Regions from separate parts of the Triticum aestivum genome. Here region 2 is linked to region 1. A link is a contact called in public Hi-C data. All regions are on one chromosome and are shown on one strand. Each heading gives the region's core, a stretch centred on a gene start, on an enhancer-like site or on the middle of the called end of the contact. The rest is flanking DNA. Distances are from core to core; before and after follow the strand shown. Region 1 has its middle 340 kb from the start of LOC123046262. Region 2 has its middle 33 kb from the start of LOC123046265.

Region 1 (4,782 bases), core at 614-3,113:
GAATCTCCGGCAACAAGACGTTCGATCTTTGAAGCTTCAGTGTCAAGCCTAAGATGACAAAGTTTTCAACTCTTGGTACAGTCATGGACTCGTAGCTCATAGCAGTACTTACTATGCGAGTTACCCCTGAAAGCACTCGGCTTTTACATGGTCGCCGCAAACTCGTGCCTCCGTGAAACGGACGCTCGCCCAGACCTACCAGTCACAAAAATGTGATAATAGGAAGAAAAAAGAACATCCCATGACGTAGGATTTCCTGGTCACAATCTGCCTTCTGTCAAGCTTGCAACGCGCTTACACCAAGAGAGCCTATGGAAACGTGAGAGTTAATGCACGGACATGGCTGGACCCTGGATTAGTTGTTGCCCACTGAAGCGAAGCATGGCGTGATCTCAGCCGCCGTGTTTTGACCGAACTGGTAATGCGCCTTGAATGCATTTTTGGCGGCAATGATGGATGACGCTGGCTCGTTGCCGAAGTCGTTGGAGGCAGCACCACCATGATGATGACGACGAGCGCTGCCCTGCCCCGCCCCGCCCCGCCCTGGCACGGGACACCGGAATCTGACGCTCCCGGGCGGGCGCCTCCCTGTCTTTCGCTCACGAGCGGTGGATATTTGCCCTGCCGCTGCCTCTGTACCGGCCAGCCAGCCCGGTGGTCCAATCTCATCCGTTGTGCTGGTTGTTGCAGCGGCAGGGCTTGCTTCACGCTTGGTCTTCCTGTGCGCGGGGCCAGCGGCGGGCATACGTGTCGACCCGTCGTTCGCGCGAAGCACCGCTGCCTGGCGTGCATGGTCGATCGGACGGGCTCGGCTTCCGCTCCGGGTGAGCATGCAGGGCAGGGATTTGCATGCACTCTCTGCAACAGTGCTATGCAGTGCAGGTAAAGGGGAGGCCCAGAGTGAATGATGCGACGTAGCCTGTCGTCCATGCATCTCGTCGCCAACAACATGGCCGGCCGGGCTGGCTGGCTCGATGGCTATAGTGGCCCTGCTGTGCTGCACTGCACTGCACTGCAGGGTCGGGCGTATGCGTACCACTGGATATGTGCGTGTGGGCACTGTGGCGTTCAGCGCCAGCCAGCGTAACCCTCAGGCATGCACGACCAACGCTCAGATTTCCGGGTTTTCCTCTCTCAAATCATCATGGGGCGCAGAAGAAATCGTTGTTTTCTCGGACAGGCAGTCATGCAGTTTGCAAGCTAGCTAGCAGTGGCATGTTCATTGTTGAGTCAAGGTTTGAAAGTCTAGACCCATTGAGGTGAGCACCCATTTTCGTTTGACCCTGGAAAAACAAGCACCGCCCTCTCGACCGGCATGCATTATGTCAAAGCATGTTGCTTTCGGGGCGCTCGATTCGCGCAACAAGTTGCACCGTCACCACGTACTCGTGCCACACAGCTAGCAGGGCGCCGATCGACCGTGTCTCCTACGTTGGAATAGGGATCTCCCCGGCGACGACGACTCCGTCGTCTGATCGATCCGTTGTAGCGTAGTAGTAGCAGGGTATTCCGGCGGGACGACGTCCGCGGTCGCCCGCGGTGACCATGCCGACATGCGCAGCACCGTGCCCATGTCGTCGGCACGTCACGCCGCGAGCGGTGGTCAAGGAAAAACCAAAGCGCGCTCGATCTGCCTCTGCAGGCGACTCGAGAGGCTTCCCTGGGTTATTGGCCGGGGTAGGGACATGTCTGGATCGGCGTCGATCCATGGGTACAGGCCACTGGCCAACGGGCGCAATTATATTTTCCATTGCGATCTGACTGTAAAGAGGATAATTGGTTGGTTGGCTAGCCCTAGCCTAGCCAGCGGCCTGGGGGGAACGGGACTGTTACAGATTGCACGCCACAGTTAGATAAAGTGGCCGGAGGCTAGCGGGCTAGAGAGGCTGACAGCGATCGAAACGGGCACTGCACTGCACCGACTGTCGTTTTTGCTACAACTTGTTGCGTGTCTAGTCCAGGCAGTGCGCGAGTGGGTGGGAGGGAGGACCGAATCCAGCTCGAGCCAAGGGTCCCGGGTGATGATCGGTCGATCGAGCAGCTGGATAAGCTCAAGGACCCTTCCTTTATGGTGATGCATATTTGAGATTATTCCAGCTCGGGAGCAGGCATCTATCTGCTCTAGAGTTGGTGCTGCAGAGAATCCCTGCATCGCCCCCGCGCATCATCGCTGCATGGGCATACCAAGGGAGTCATGGGAGAGAGAGAGAGAGAGGGATCTGTTGCCCAACTGCCAGCAGCTGCTCCCCTGAGCCAGGTCCGTGCATGACACCACCCTCTTGCTCCCCACAGACGCAACAAGAGGGGAGGAGACATCAGAGGGTTTGTTCCCACGGGAACCGTGCCTGCGTAAGTAAGAGCAACGGGGCAACCCAAACACAAGCGCTCCTTGTCCACTTTTCGTCCGTATGAATCGGTCAGACGGACGTGTGGGTCTGTATTCTCAAATTGGTCGGTTTGACTGCCCAAAGGGAGGCGGACCCAAATCTGCTGGCATAGCAACAGAAAAAAAACAGCACGCGGAAATAAACATAATTAAACATAAATGACCGGTCAAACGCCGACCAATGCCCACTTAAACCTAATTAAACATTAATTAAAACATAAAAAAAAGTCCGCGCCTGCACGCTGCCCTAGACGTCATCGGCCTTGCCCTTGCCCTTAACGTCGACGTCGCCATCGCCGGGGAGGTCGATGAAGACGGAAGCTGGGCCTGCCCACCCGAACGTCACTCGTTAAGCTGCAAGGGCAGCCTCCTCCGGCATCTGCTGGGGCGGCGACATTGCGGCTCGCCGTGCACGCTCCTCCTCCTCCTCCTGCCGCAGCGCCTCCACGTCGAGTTTCAGCAGCTGCTCGTAGCGCATCTGCCACTCGCCGTGGCCCTCCTCCTGGGCGAGCCACTGCGCCTTCCAGCGCTCAAGGTGGGCCGCCTCCTGCCCCGGCATCGCGGTGTCGTGGACAGTGAAGGAAATATGCCCTAGAGGCAATAATAAAGTTGTTATTTTATATTTTCTTACTTCATGATAAATGTTTATTATTCATGCTAGAATTGTATTAACCGGAAACTTGATACATGTGTGAATACATAGACAAAATACTGTGTCCCTAGTAAGCCTCTACTAGAGTAGCTCGTTAATCAAAGATGATTAAGTTTCCTAACCATAGACATGTGTTGTCATTTAATGAACGGGGTCACATCATTAGTAGAATGATGTGATGGACAAGACCCATCTGTTAGCTTAGCATAATGATCGTTCAATTTTATTGCTATTACTTTCTTCATGTCAAATGCATAATTCCTCCGACTATGAGATTATGCAACTCCCGGATACAGGAGGAATGCCTTGTGTGCTATCAAACGTCACAACGTAACGGGGTGATTATAAAGATGCTCTACAGGTATCTCCGAAGGTGTTTGTTGGGTTGGCGTAGATCAAGATTTGGATTTGTCATTCCGGGTATCGGAGAGGTATCTCTGGGCCCTCTCGGCAATGCACATCATAAGAAGCCTTGCAAGCAATGTGACTAATGAGTTAATTGCGGTATGATGCATTGCGGAACGAGTAAAGAGACTTGCCGGTAACGAGATTGAACTAGGTATGAAGATACCGACGATCGAATCTCGGGCAAGTAACATACCGATGACAAAGGGAATAACATATGTTGTCATAACGGTTCGATCGATAAAGATCTTCATAGAATATGTGGGAGCCAATATGAGCATCCAGGTTCCGCAATTGGTTATTGACCGGAGAGGTGTCTCGATCATGTCTACATAGTTCTCGAACCCGTAGGGTCCGCATGCTTAACGTTCGATGACGATTTGTATTATATGAGTTATGTAATTTGGTGACCGACTATTGTTTGGAGTCCCGGATGAGATCACGGACATGACGAGGAGTCTCGAAAAGGTCGTGAGGTACAGATTGATATATTGGATGATAGTATTCGGACACCAGAAGTGTTCCGGAAGGTATCGGGTACATATCGAAGTACTAGGGGGTTACCGGAACCCCCCGGGGGGAGATATGGGCCATATGGGCGTTAGGAGGGAGCACACCAGCCCACAAAGGGGTGCCCCCCCCAAGGAAGGAGGCCGAATAGGATTAGAAGGAGGGGCGGCGCCCCCCCTCTTTCCTTCTCCCCCCTCTCTTCCCTTCTTTCCCCCTTTGGTAAAAAGGAAAGGGGGGGGGAGAATCCTACTAGGAACCCAAGTAGGATTCCTCCTACTTGGGCGTGCCTAGGGCTGGCTCCCTCCCCCTCCCTCCTTTATATACGTGGGGAGGGGGCGCCTAGAACGCACATCAACTCTTCCTAGCCATGTGCGGCGCCCCCACCACAGTTTACGCCTTCGGTCATATTCTCGCAGTGCTTAGGCGAAGCCCTGCGCGAACCACTTCCCATCACCATCACCACGCCGTCGTGCTGACAGAACTCATTTACTTCCTCAACACTCTGCTGGATCAAGAGCTCGAGGGACGTCATCGTGTTGAACGTGTGCAGAACCCGGATGTGTCGTACGTTCGGTACTTGATCGGTCGGAACGAGAAGAAGTTCGACTACATCAACTGCGTTGGCAAACGCTTACGCTTTTGGTCTACAAGGGTACGTGGACACACTCTCCCTCTCTTGTTGCTATGCATCTTCTAGATAGATCTTGCGTGAGCGTAGGAATTGTTTTGAAATTGCATGCTACATTTCCCAACAGTGGTATTAGAGCCAGGTTTATGCGTAGATGATATGCACGAGTAGAACACAAAGAGTTGTGGGCGGTGATCGTTA
Region 2 (4,782 bases), core at 1,122-3,621, 730 kb after region 1:
TCTCCGGTGTCCGAACTCCGAGGGCGCTTAGATTCGAAAATGCCTTTGCACCATAGATCGTTGTGTTTGTATCTCGCCTATTGCTTTTTAGGGATCCCAAAGTTTATTAAAACTGAACAATATTCAACGGGATCCAAAAAGGGTCATGAGGGGATAGAGGCCACACATGGCGACCCTTAGGAAGTGACACACCAAATTTTACAATATTATGTTCCTCCTGATTTGAAGCTCGACCTTTGAACATAAAATCACAGCTAGCAAAACATACTCTTCTCCCGTTTATTCTTCCACAATAGTGATATGGGGGGCTCCCAACCCCTTCTTGACGTCGTCCACAATTGGTATGCAGTCGCATGCAATTACCAAACGATCCAAAGATAGATCAGCCGCAAGTGCCAACGCCTCGCAGCATGCTATGGCCTCTAGAGTTGTTGGATTATTAACACCAGGTGAAACAGTAGTTGAAGACATGAGGTACCGACCTTGTTCATTTATGCAAATTGCAACAACAACTCCAACAGTCCCATCATGAAACATGCCACCATCTACATGGATTTTAACGTGCCAATCAAAGGCGGTTTTCAAGCTCTTTGCACATTCACTACATGTGTGTGTCTCGCCGGATTGGCCGCACTAGACCGTGTATTCAAGGCATCCAACTCAACGATGAATTTTTCGATGAATAGGCGAGTTGACATTGAGCTTTGAAAAATTGACTCATGAATAGCTTTTGTACGTGCAGTCCCAACTGCCCAAAGTATGATGGCCATTTTCATGAAGTCCGCATGTGATAATGCATCCATCATGTTAAAAAAGCGAGTTTTTCGCACTGGGTTCGTAAGTCTCTGCAATAAGGTCAATTAACTCTTCATCACCTAGAACCCAAACACACCTCGAAACGGTACAGTCAATCAGTGAGTGCCTCCAGGAATCAATAGCTCTGCGCAACTAGCAAGAATCTGTGTCACACATTTTCCTTCTTGTTTCACGTCCTCTGATGGCAAATAATGCCTTGCCAATCTCCAACAAAAAGTCCTGATCTTGCCAGGAACTTTAGTGTTCCATAGGGATGTCCAACAGCTCTCTTCTGCCACACCATTAAAGTAGCCCCTCTCTGACCTAGCAAATCATCATTGGTGTTTCTTAAGTTGACAAGCAAGCGGTATGCAGACCAGAGAATTCTCCTTTCTTTCAAATTGCCATGCCCAGAAATCTGTCATCGGAGTCATACAAAGTGGTATGTTCTTTATTGCTTGAATGTCAAAGGGAATAAAAATTGCTGCAACTTGTCATCTCTCCCTGTTGCCGAGGTACTATCAATCAACTCATTGACAAGAGTTGGAGGATCGATGGCCAAACAGGCTACTGGCCTCATCACCGAGTCTCTCAGTATCCAGTTGTCAGCAGCCCAAACTCGGGTATTTGCGTCTTCCCCAATGCGCCTTATGATGCCATGTGAGAGCGCGTCTCTTCCATCCAAGATAGATCTCCATACTTGAGGCGGATGTGATCCCAGCTAGGCATTGAGAAATATCTCGCCTATTGCTAGATATATATACACCGCGCTGGCGCCCTTGCATTCCAAAATGGGCCTAGGCCCAACAACAGGACGCAAAGACATGGTTTCATGAAATTACTTTTCTTAATTTGGGTTTCTATGTTTTTGGCTCTGATTTTTTTAGCCAGCTTGGTATGTTTTTGCTTTATTTTTTCCCCTTTTCTTTAATTATTTCCATTGTTATCCTTTTATGTTTCTTTTTTCCTATTTTCCTTTCTTTATTGTTTGACAAATACAAGGATATATTTTTTAAGCAGTGAAAACAATTTTCCATAATACACAAGGTTTTATTTAAAAGCAGGGAGCACTTTTCAAAATTAAATAACCAATTTTCTATACGTTATTTTAAAAATGGAACATATTTTAAATATACAAAAAATAGATAATCAACATATACCTATTAATTTCACTATGAATATTTGTTAATCACATGGTTAATTTTTTGTAAAACATGGCAAAGACTTTTTTAATACACGATGATCATTTTCTAACACATGGTGAAACATTTTTCTAAAGTACACTTTGAACATTTTTTAAAAACCTGATGACCGATGAATACGTTATGTACATCTATATAATATTAGATAAAAATGCCTATTTTTTGGGAACATTTCAATATATATTATCAAGAGAAAATTTAAAAGAAAACAACAAAACAAACGATAACACCGAGGCGTGGTTCGTGGTCCAGGCGATGAAATACTACCCACCCTCCACCCAACTTGCGGAGCAGCGAGCAGGCTGAAGCCTGCGTGCTCCGCCACAGTGTGAGTTACCGATGGCTGGACTGGGACCTCCTATACGCTGGTTCCTATTCGGCGCCTTAAGCGCCCGTTATAGGTGTTCTCGCAAACGGGCGCACACCCACCCTCCGCGCTGGGCCAGCCCATCTGCCTATTTGTTTTTTTTTTCAAAACACAAAAGAGAGCGCCCGCGATGACTCGAACTGAAGACGTCCTGGTTCACAGTATTACACACTAACCAATCCGCCAATCAACATCACATGAAGACTTTGCGCTATTCCTATCTTTTCTTCTTGGTAGTCTTCGTTTCCGTTTTCTTTTCCCCCTTTTTCGTATTTTTTTCTTCCTGGTTCTACAAACTTTCGAAAAATTTATGATTTAATTTAAAAGAGATGAACTTTTTCTCAAATTTGATCAAAATTTTATGAACTTTTTTCAAATATGATGAACTTTTTTCAAATTTGATGAACTTTATTTCAACTTCGATGACCTTTTTTCAAATTCGATGAACTTTTTCAAATTCGACAAACTTTTTTCAAATTCGATGAAATTGTTTCATATCCGATGAACTTTTTTCCAAATTCGATGAACTTTTTTTCTACATCGCACAAAATAGATGAACTTTTGCTTCAGATTCGATGACTTTTTTCAAATTCTATAACTGTTTTCAAATTTGATGAACTTTTTTTTAATTTGATGAACTCTTATTCAACTTTGATGAACTTTTTAAAAATCTGGTGAATTGTTTTTCAAATTTTATGAAGTTTTTCCCAATTTGATGAACATTTCTTCAAATTCGATGGTCTTTTTTCAAAATGGATGAAAAATTTTCACGAACTTTTTTCAATATCGATGAATGTTTTTGAGTTTGTGAACTTTTCTTCAAAAATGACGAGTGTTTTCAAATTCATGACATTTTTCAGAATAATTCAAAAATAAAAGTGATATAACAGAGGGTATTATGCAAATAAATAGCTTGGCCATGCTGTTCTTATACTGTTGTCACTGTTTTCTGTCATGAATGTCCCTTGGCTCTAGTAGTTAACTAAACTCAGAGAAGAAGGCACCGACCTAAGTTCGAATACAGGAAATGCACTTTTTTGCACAACATGAATGTCCGTTGGGAGAAGCCACAACATGCACCCCTAGCTCCACGATGCCCAGTGTGCCCGTTTGGACCGGCCCATCTGCTTTAAAGTGTTCAAGGAATCATAACATTTTTGCAGATTCAAAAAATGTGGACATATTCATAAAAAAACAGGATTTCCAAAATTTCTTCAGGAAATCAAAAAATGTTCATGTATAGAAAAATATTAATGAAATAGAACAAAACGTTAACCATATCAAAAAAAATCCATGAATTTAAAACATGTTCTATCAATTCACAAATTATTCGTGAATTACAAAATAGTTCATTGATTCTTAAAATGTTCACTGATTCTTAAAATATTCAATGATTCAAAACATTCATGCTTCCAGAAAATGTTTGTTAAAACAAAAAATGTTCGTGAATGTATAAAATTGTTCCACCATTTTTTTTGCGAATTTATGTTAAAAGTTCAGGAATAAAATTTTTGTTCTGATCTCTAAAAATGTTTGCCAATTTGATACAGACTAGAAATGTTGACTGTTTAAAAGAAATGTTTATGATTTGCATAAATTGGTTTTGATTTCAAAAAAATGTTCAAAATTATGGAAATATGTTTTAAAAAAAGAAGTGAAAAAAGGAAAGAAGTAAGTTTGAACAATAAAAAATAATAAAGAAAAACCCAGTCAAGCGAAGTTTCTACAACTTTCCCAAAACCGGCAGGGAAGAAATTCGACAATGGGCTGGCCCAGAACAGGATCAAAGGCAGAAGAAAAAACAGAAAAAAGGTCCAGTGAAGGTTCTAGAACCTTCCCAAAATCGACTGGAAGAAATTTGGAAATGGGCCGGCCAAAAGAGTATCGAAGGCAGGAGGGGGCATGCGCTAGGTCATTCATTTTTCTTATACATATAAAACTTTTTATATACATTTAACATTTGCCACGTGATTAATATATCATTAAATACTTGTTAAGCATTTTTCATATACACGTAGATTCTTTTAAATGAAACAAAAACAATTTTTTATATGTAGGAAACATAGTTTTGAAATGTGTGGACAATTTTTTAAATGTATCTGACGTTTTCTTGGATGGAACAAAATACTTTTTAAATTACACGGGCATTTTTTATGTTGGTAAAGTAAGCAAACATTGCTTTACGCTCCATGAACATTTATTTAATGTGTGATGAACACGTCTAAGAAAATTAACATTTCCATAATATATCCATCGGAGTGCCTGTAGGCGAGCTCGGCTTCTGTCTCTAAAGGCGAGACATAGGGAGTTTCTAAACGGCGCTCTCAGCGACGGTTTAGCTCCGGGCGCCTCTATGCGACCTGAGTGGGCCGGCCCATCGAAACAAAGGGTGCAACGAACGGACGCTAGGGCTGGTTC

The links. A called contact is a pair of places that touch in the nucleus more often than the background predicts.
Region 2: a contact with region 1 is called in a Hi-C map of leaf, with 3 times the contacts expected there. The contact joins two enhancer-like sites. A contact is called at or near these places in 1 of 5 Hi-C or Micro-C datasets (leaf) and 1 of 1 datasets of contacts at active chromatin or transcription factors (leaf).

The regions. Positions count from the first base shown.
Region 1 is chr2B:605,666,903-605,671,684 of IWGSC CS RefSeq v2.1, forward strand. No RefSeq gene overlaps it. Among protein-coding and RNA genes, the nearest start is that of LOC123046262, 340 kb to the left of the region's middle. Within about 2 kb of position 1,864, at least 6 of the 8 cell types and tissues checked have an H3K27ac peak or open chromatin away from gene starts, as enhancers often do. A contact at or near this core is called in leaf, where this site is marked.
Region 2 is chr2B:606,400,955-606,405,736 of IWGSC CS RefSeq v2.1, forward strand. No RefSeq gene overlaps it. Among protein-coding and RNA genes, the nearest start is that of LOC123046265, 33 kb to the right of the region's middle. Within about 2 kb of position 2,372, at least 4 of the 8 cell types and tissues checked have an H3K27ac peak or open chromatin away from gene starts, as enhancers often do. A contact at or near this core is called in leaf, where this site is marked.